Linked DNA regions of Sus scrofa: all the other regions are linked to region 3. The links are chromatin contacts, called in public Hi-C and promoter capture Hi-C maps. All regions are on one chromosome and are shown on one strand. Each heading gives the region's core, a stretch centred on a gene start, on an enhancer-like site or on the middle of the called end of the contact. The rest is flanking DNA. Distances are from core to core; before and after follow the strand shown. Region 1 holds the start of ANP32E (acidic leucine-rich nuclear phosphoprotein 32 family member E). Region 2 holds the start of OTUD7B (OTU domain-containing protein 7B). Region 3 holds the start of ARNT (aryl hydrocarbon receptor nuclear translocator).

Region 1 (2,721 bases), core at 65-2,564, 520 kb after region 3:
CTGTATTCAAGCAAGCAAACAAACAAAATAGACCAACTCCAAATACTCACTCTCCCCCCACCCCCACTTATACCAAAAGTAAAATACCCCATTTTATACCAAAAACTCTCCCTTTCCCCCTTTGTTTTCATCCTCACAAAATTTCCTTTTCAGGGAATTCAAAGGAAACACTTGGCAAGGAAAAGGCAATCACTATTTCGTTTTCCTTTAAAGTATTTAGCATGCCAAATACAAAATATTTACATTTTAAATGTAAGCCCCTTTGAGGAGCTGTGTGTCTGTGTGGGAGGAGGGGTGACAGTGGAGTGGTTAGAAGTGTGTTCAGAAACCCTAAGGTCTCTAACATAAGAAAGTGGGAAAATAGCACACACTCAGCGCTGGGCAAGGTAGGAATAATAATTCACCCACTTCCTTCCCCAAATCTTCTGGAATACCTTTGGGTATTTATCCTGAGAAAGGTGTAAGGGAATGGAAAAGACAGAATGTAAGCAAGAACTAAGAAAAGCTAGACTTTCAAGAAAAGAAAAAAAATCACTCTTATCCCGGTTTTATATTCTACATTGACAGACTTTTAAAAGCACATTTAAACTACAGATTTCCATGGAAACCAACCAGAGGGATTTTAGAAAGGAGAGGCATTGCTGCACCATTTCTATGCACACTGATGTCTGATTTTCATTGGGCCAGCATTGTTTTCCCTCCAAGGTCTTAGTGTTTATTACAGTAACAATTACCTCAGCAACCATTCCTCCAGGGCAGATTTATTTAAAGGTGCCTAACTTATTCACCCAACTGTTTTCAAAATCATTTAGTCCTTCATGGTGGAAGTTAAACGACCATCTCTACGCTGCTTTGGTTCTGCACCAGAAGCTTATCTTCAGCAGGACAGTGCCACGAAGGCATGCTTTTTATGTGACGTGCACGTTGCTGTGTACCTTGGCTACAAAACAGGAGTGTGCTTTAAAACCGCCAAGAGCCAGTGGGTGCCATGTGCTGAATTATGTCTTGCAACTTCCGCACGTAAGACGGATGCTTTCTTCCTTCCTTTAACGCTAAGAACAAACAAAACAAAAACAAAAACAAAAAGAAATCCAACAGGCTTCAAAACCGTCCGATCGCCTAGGGAAAGCGCGCCAATCACACAAAGAAAAGGAGGGGGGCTACTGGGATTCAAAATCATCTCCCCGGGATGAACATCTTTCTGGGCCTATCGGAGTTAACTGCGCGCTTGGTCGTAGCCAATAGACACAGCGTTTCTGGTTCAGGTCCGCCCTGAAGACTGATAGACATTTATGTAGCCCAGTGGCATAGTGAGATGCTGAAGAATCAACCAATACATTCGGAAGGTGGGTGGAGTATAGGCCAGGGGGTTGGCGGTGCCGTGTCATGGAGGCTCAGTCTCCGAGCAGCCATTGAAGGGGAAGGAACTGCGGGTGTGTGTATGTGTGTGTGCGCGTGTGAGTGCGCGCGCGAGTGTGTGGACAAGGAGGTGGGGGCAGCCGAGTTAAGAGTCCTAACTCCTTGGACTCCATTTGCTATTCTCTTTTTTCTCCCACACACCTATCTGGTGGTGGTGGGCGTTTAAATTTGCTTTTATTTTCATTCATTTTGAAATCTTTTAAAATTTTAGGGTTGGGGGGTAGTGAGAGGCAGGAAAGGGTAAGGGAGGAGAGTAATAGCAGAAAAGCAGGAGTAGGTCATGGAGATGAAGAAGAGGATTAACCTGGAGTTAAGGGACAGAGCCCCGGAGGAGGTGAGATGACTCAGCCCCCTCCCCTTCCCCACCAGCCCTGTATTCGGAGGATGGGGTTTCGGGGGGTCCGGGTGGGTATGTGGGGAGCAGTAATGAATTAACCCCCATCTTGGGTTAGAGCTGGGGGGAAAGGTTTGATTTTAACTTTTAAATCATTAAAATCTTTTACTTAAAATGGCGAAGGGTTTAAGTTTCTAGGGGCGTTTTTGTGCGTGCTTGGGGGCTTAGCCCCTTTCTCCTCTCTTCGAGTCCGGCGTTTTGGCCTCGTGGGGGCGGGAAGCGGAGTCTTGGGGGCCGCTCCGCCTCTTCGCTCCCCGGGTTCCTCCTTCTTGGGGCCGGCTGCGTGGGCGCGACCCCCCAGTCCCACTCGCTTCTGTCGCAGCCATCGTTGTCTGAGAAGTTAGTTCAACTTTTCTGCAGTACTTCCAACTCTTTTTTTTTTTGGAGAGGGGTGCCCCCGGCCTCGAGGCCCCTGGCCGTCCGACGTCCCGCCGGACGCGGGGCTGGGGTCGCTCGCCGGGTCCGTAGACTGCCGGCTGCCGGCGGCGCCCACTCCCCCGGGAAGCACCGCGCGCCGACCGCCGCCAGGCGGAATCTGGGTCAGCGGCCAGTTTCTCCGGCCGCGGGCAAGTTTTGGGACTCGTCGTAGTGACTGGAGGTGGGGAGGGGACACGAGGCTTTATCCTCTTCTTCCCCCCCGCGGTGTAACGAAATTCGGCGTGTCGTGTCGTGCTGGCGGCGACTCCGACTTTGATCCCTGGAGACGGTTTCAGAGAACTCAACAAATGGGTCGTAGGAGTTTCGTGTTTTAAAGATGGGTTCGGCGAAACTAAATGATGCGCTCTTGCAGCTGTCGCTTTAGTTAAAGAGACGGGGTTGGGAGGGGCCACGTGAGGCGGGGTCGTGGTCAACTTTTCGGGGTCGGGCGGGAGGCGTTTCCGCCTCCTTTCCGAGGGCGCGGGATCGGC
Region 2 (2,807 bases), core at 257-2,756, 720 kb after region 3:
TTTTTGAGGCTCCTTACCTGTGGGCTTTTCCTCTCACCTCAGACTTAGCTGGCAAGGGGTGGAAGTGATCAACAGAGTTTGGTGACAATTAATTTAGGTGATCAAGCCTCATTCTACTCCTCCTCAAATTTGCCACTGAACAATACCTAAAATTTGTAGTTCCCATATACTTGAAGCCCAGACCAAATGGCTCTGCCTGCCAACCCAGAGCATGCTTCCTGGGCATGCTTCATGCAAGGCACTCTTTCCTGCTGGGCCTTGGTATGACCCTAGGCCCAGCCCTAAATCCTTACCTCTAAACTCAGGATATTCCCAAGAGACATAGCTGTCTAGGAAGTTTCCTGTTTCAGATGTCAATTTTCTATCTTGAGCTGGGTAATTCTAAACGGCTTCCCTTTAGAAACTGAGGACTTCAGAATCTAATGAGGGGACAGAAAAGTTGACTATAATATTTGCTTTTAAATAGGCCTAAGGAGCACAATTTAGATAATAAACATTTTGAACATGCAAGCCAGTTGTCACAATGTTAGGAATATGAATTAAAATTTTGGATTTATTTGGTCAGATTATAGCAGGGACTGGTCCCATTTTGTGTTTGTCATAAAGAGGTATTAACGAAATGGCTCTTCTTACTTGAAACTGTCCACATTCTTCAAATCTTTATTCATTCAACAAATATGGGAGGTTTGCTGTGTGTCAGGCAAAGGTTATGTTCTCACAGTCATAGGTCTTTATAACCCACACAGCACTGATAAGAGTTCCGCCTTATGTAATAGTTTGATGCATTTTACTAAAGTGTTAAGATCCTTGATGCCTGGGATTTTGTCAATCATTTTTGTGTTCCCAATATCAATGAGCACAGTGCCTTGCACATAGTAGGGACTCAATTAGTATTTGAGAATTGAACTATGCTGCAAGGCTGTTAAAAGGCATTACCAAAAAAAGCACTACATAACTTGTTTTGATTGGGCTAAGAGTCTAAGGCAGAAATGTCAATAGGGTATCCTCGTTAGGCAAGTAAATAAATATTGAGTGTTTATAGGGAAAGGTATGTTCAGTTCATGAGTGGATGAAGCGTGCATAACTGGGTGGAGACGGGTCTGGAAGAAGCGTTGTTCATTTCCCTCTGGTCAGTCCAGAGTGATTGCGTAGAGTAACTAGAATTTCAGTCTTCTCTTTCTAAAGTATTCTCATCCCTCTCACCTTCCTAGAACTACCCCTCCTCTCTCTGCTTCCCAAAGGGCTGTGTCCAAACGACTCCACCTCAAAGTCTCGAGGGTATACCCTGTACCTCTCCAGCTCTGGTTCAAGAACTCTGCAGACCAGGGGCTTTGGGAACACGCGCCAGGAAAACACGGGGTCACGCTCCGGGCAAGCGCCAAACTGGCCTAGGCCGAGGGAGCGGCGCTAAGGGCGGGGCTCCCAAGGGGCGGGGCCGGGCGGGGCGAGGCGGGGCGCAGGAGGCCCGGGGCCGCTTGGGTGTCACCACCAACCCGCTCCGGCCGGAAACCGGCGTTTGTTTCCGGCCGGACGGCCGAAAACCAACGATCCTGAACCAGCCGCCGGAGTCAGAGTGGCGACCGAGTGTGGAGCAGGCAAAAAGCCACTGGGGGAGGCCAGTCCGGATCAGTCCCGTCTGGCTCCAGCTCCTGATCCTGTGCGGAGCAACAACCGCGGTCGCATTCTCCGCCGCCGCCTCCGACTCCATCGTCGTCGGGGGAGGGGCCGGCCGGACCCCGGGGTCACTGCCGTGGAATGAGGAGAGGCAGCCGGGCCCCGCGCTCCGCCCCGGCCTAGGGCCTTGCCCCGGGAGTCGCGAGGGTAACGGAGCCCCCCTCCCTGTCACCCTCCCCCGTCTGCCCCCGCCCCTCCCGCCTCTTCAGACTCCCAAACTCTGACCCTCTGATCGCCACGGTCCCTCTTCTCCTTTCTGATTATATTTCACCCAGAGCCTTCTCCTCTCGGCACCCCCTCCTCGCCCTTACTGTGCCTTGCTTCGTCCCAACCTTTCCCTCGTTACTCCTCCCTTTCACCTGCGTCCCGCGATCCAGCCCTCCTTCCCCATTCTTGGCCTCCCTTCCTCAACTGCTGGGCAGTTCGGACGGTCCTCCCTTATCAGCTAGACTTTCGGAGAGGGATGGTGGACTTTTAAGGTGGTTAGGAGTGCAGGCTACTACTCTCATAGTAGGATAAAGTTCATTTTAAAGTCTCAATATAAAAGTAGAATGAAAACAAGCTTGTTCTCCCTTAAGGATAGCCAAACTGAGGTGCGTCCAGTAATGGAGGAAGGGAGCGAAAAAGAAGTGTGTGTGTGTGTGTGTGTGTGTGTGTGTGTGAGTGTGAGAGGGAGGGAGGGAGAATGACTGATTCTACGGTAGGCTTATGAACTTTAGAAAAAAGAAAAGTTGCTGTGAGCCCGATGGAAACTTTAGAAGCTGATGATGAGTAAGCCGGGGGCTGCGTGATCTCACTCCTCTTCTCATAATTACTAGGTTAACGGTGTGGCTCTGGTCGGGATGGAATGGGATTTGTTTACTGGGCCGGCGTATTTTTAGCTTGTCGGCTCACAAGGAACAGCGCTCTGAGTCTCTCTCTTTCCCTCTTTCTTTCCCTCTCTCTTTTTTTCTAACCCCCTCTTTCCGTCTATGCCTTGGTAGTCTGTCTCTAGAACTTCGGTTGCTTCTCTGGGCAGAGTACAGATATAAAAATTAAGTTAAAAGAAACTGGTGAAATTTTATGTTGAGATTCTCCCGAGCTCTTCAGGGAGTTTTCATGAATGCAAAAACAAAAATTAGCAGGACTTTTCG
Region 3 (2,932 bases), core at 4-2,503:
TAAGCTCTATCTCCTTGTAAATTTTCACTGCTACTGGTTACACTTCAAGGTACTTTTTTCATCAATGCATTTCTTTTGAGTGAGTGATTTTTCTCTTTTTGGTGAACTGGAAATACAACACAACAAACTGATAGCAAAGAAAATTTTAATTTTAACAAATGTAACAATAATATTCAAAATATGTTAAAATACCTTGGCTGAGTTAAACTATACTGTTAACTGAGAAAAGTGGATCTATGTAATCTTTGTAGGATACATACAAGAATTCAAAGATGCTCAAGAGTGTAATGGGATTTCTGTTAAAATTAGAATTAAATTTCTAATAGACAATTTGTGAAAGATATGTGAAACGGCAGTATGTTGCAGTGCTACACAAAGGGGATGAAGGGAAAATATTCCCAGAGTCAGACTTCTTCAGTTTGCCTCCACCGCTACTTACCAGCTGGGTGTCCATAGTTTAACCTCTTTGCTTCTGTTTCCTTATCTGCAAAACGGAAAAAATAACAGAATCTACCTCACAATGTTGTTATGAGGATTAAATGAAATACTATAAAACGGTTTGGACAGTGTCTGGCCCGAAGTGCTCAATGCTTCCTATTTTTTGAAAATAAATTTGTGCAATATTCATCTTATCAGTTCTCTGCTAAAAACCCGTCACCATGTCCCTTTCATTGATCAGAGGAAGTTATCCCACTCTTAATCAAAATATTTTCTTTATACATTGCCTCTTGTTTTGGCTGCCGATATCTCCCCTACCACACCACAAGCGCCCAGATACTCGAACACCACCAGTTCCATAAAAAGCATTCAAAACTCACTTATCTAACTTTTTTCAGCAGGTACAAAGGTCCTTGAAATAGGAAAAAACTAGGAAGGATTGCAAATCACTAAGTGAAGTTTAAACATATGAGCACCTGAAGAAGATCTACAAAAAAAATTGTCTGCAGAGTGGCCAGCCAGGCGAATCCACCACCCAGCGAAGCTTTTTAGTAAAATTGTTTTTCACTGACGTCACTGGATCTCTGACCTCTAACGCACTAGAGGCGGGATTAAAGAGACAGCTGGACTTCTTCCTTGCCCTCTCTCCTCCTCCGGACCCGCTGGCGGCTCAGTGGCCAGCCCGCCTCCGGTCGATTTGGCATTTCCATTGGCCAGTTTTCCAGAGGAGGCGGGCCTTGGGGGTGACCACGCCTCCTGGGCGGGGTCTCTCCGCCGTAGGGGTTGGGGACGGTGGGGGTTGCTGCAGCCGCCATCTTGGATTCCGCGGTAGCGGTGGCGGCATTACGGCGCCGCGTCTGGGGAGTGGCTCTCCCCTCCCCCTCCCCCCGGTTCGGTGGCGGCGGCTCCTCCCACTGGGGGGGTGGTACAGCGGCGGTGGCATCTGCGGCCATGGCGGCGACTACTGCTAACCCCGGTGAGGAGACGGAGGACTGGTGTGCCTCTAAAGAAGGAGGGGCTGAAGGGGTTGGCAGCTGGGGAGACCCAGGGCTGAGGGGCCGTAGTTGGGGTGAGAGCGCTGGGACGCGCGTAGGCGGTTAGGGGACAGTGGGGGAAGGGAGTGACCTGGGGGAGGGGCCCGACCCTGGGGCACTGGGGAGACCCGAAGTGGAGGGAGGGAGCAGGCGGGTGAGAGTTGGGGAATCCTTGCCCCGAGTTCTGTTGGAGCGGCTCTTGGCGCGGGGCTGGCCCGCCTCCACTCTTGTGGCGGCGTTCTGCTGTGTGGTGTGGTCCTCTTTCAACCCTCTGCCCACTGTGGACCTGCTTGATGCCGAGTAACTGTGGGCAGAGTGGCTCTTTTTACTTTAAAAGTGGTTTGGACTCTTAAGCACTGGACCACGTTGTTGTTTAGCTGAGGTGTGCTTCCAAACGTTTAGGTTATAAAGCCTTGAATTATACTCAATTTCTCTTGAAAAATAAAAAAGCTGTGCCCCTACCCCTCGCCCCGGGGGCTGTCCTTTGAAACTTACATTTGTGTATTAAAGATGCCTCTAGTGTCTGAAGGCGGAGGTTTGTGTAATGCTTGAGTTTCAGGATGAATCTTGCCAACAGCAAGCATCCAGGACCCAAGTTTAATTTGTTAGATGTGGGTCGAAGCAGTTCCCATTCTTTAAGAAAAGTTCAATTTATGCTATATCTCAATGAATATCTCTTCTAAAAGGAGAGCTTGAACATTTCGAAAAAATCTAGTCAGTCATGTCTAAGAGATGGAGTGGCGTGTAGTGCAGCATGTCTAGACAGATCAGGTCTTCACATTCCTAGTCCCAGTCCTCTTTCCACTATGTTACAGTTATTTCTCCCTGGGAAGTATTTCATTTTAGGGATCCCAGTTTACCTTGCTGACCTTGGCCATTTTCCAGAAATCCCTGTCTTTAATAGCCTTAAAAAAGAAGCCAGAGGTGGGGATGAATAATTTGGAAGTACCTTAGTGGGAGGGATTCACTGCCATTCCCTTGTTGAAATTTAAATTTTTTTCCGTGTCTCTGAAAGGGAGTATTATTTTGCAATACCAGGTTTTGCTATTACAGTTGAATCACTGTGAAATTTACTGTCTTTCCTACCATGTTTCTGGGAACAGAAGCTATTTAAAAGGAAGTTAACATTTGTCCACATGGTCAATATCATATTTTTAAATCTTGTTAATTTTTTAGAGGAAAAGGAGATAAAATTAATGGCTAAAATTCCATTGCAGAAAGTGCTGAGTGATGGAATAAAATTGAAAAGATGCGATGATTATGGCAAACCTGACCTTGGAGTAAAATAACCTGTTAACTAGGGAGTAAATAAACAAGATTTTAAACTGATAACACATTGCAAAATACTTACATAACCCTAGTCAAGTCGCAAAGCATTTCTCCTGTTAAGAGGTGGCCTGGGTAAACAAGTTTAGTGCATATGTCAGAAGTTTTTTTTCTAGCAGTGTGGGTGGGGTTGC

The links. Promoter capture Hi-C pulls out the DNA fragments that hold promoters and counts their contacts. A called contact is a pair of places that touch in the nucleus more often than the background predicts.
Region 1: a contact with region 3 is called in a promoter capture Hi-C map of fetal liver, with 2.8 times the contacts expected there. The contact joins the promoter of ANP32E here to the promoter of ARNT in region 3. A contact is called at or near these places in 1 of 5 promoter capture datasets (fetal liver) and 1 of 47 Hi-C or Micro-C datasets (heart right ventricle).
Region 2: a contact with region 3 is called in a Hi-C map of heart right ventricle, with 4 times the contacts expected there. The contact joins the promoter of OTUD7B here to the promoter of ARNT in region 3. A contact is called at or near these places in 1 of 5 promoter capture datasets (fetal liver) and 1 of 47 Hi-C or Micro-C datasets (heart right ventricle).

Annotation. Positions count from the first base shown.
Region 1 is chr4:98,847,800-98,850,520 of Sscrofa11.1, forward strand. ANP32E (acidic leucine-rich nuclear phosphoprotein 32 family member E) reads left to right here and starts at 1,315. Exons shown (of 7, transcript XM_021089919.1): 1 at 1,315-1,753. The coding sequence starts at 1,700.
Region 2 is chr4:99,052,920-99,055,726 of Sscrofa11.1, forward strand. OTUD7B (OTU domain-containing protein 7B) reads left to right here and starts at 1,507. Exons shown (of 12, transcript XM_001925669.7): 1 at 1,507-1,821.
Region 3 is chr4:98,332,206-98,335,137 of Sscrofa11.1, forward strand. ARNT (aryl hydrocarbon receptor nuclear translocator) reads left to right here and starts at 1,254. Exons shown (of 22, transcript NM_001315687.1): 1 at 1,254-1,414. The coding sequence starts at 1,390.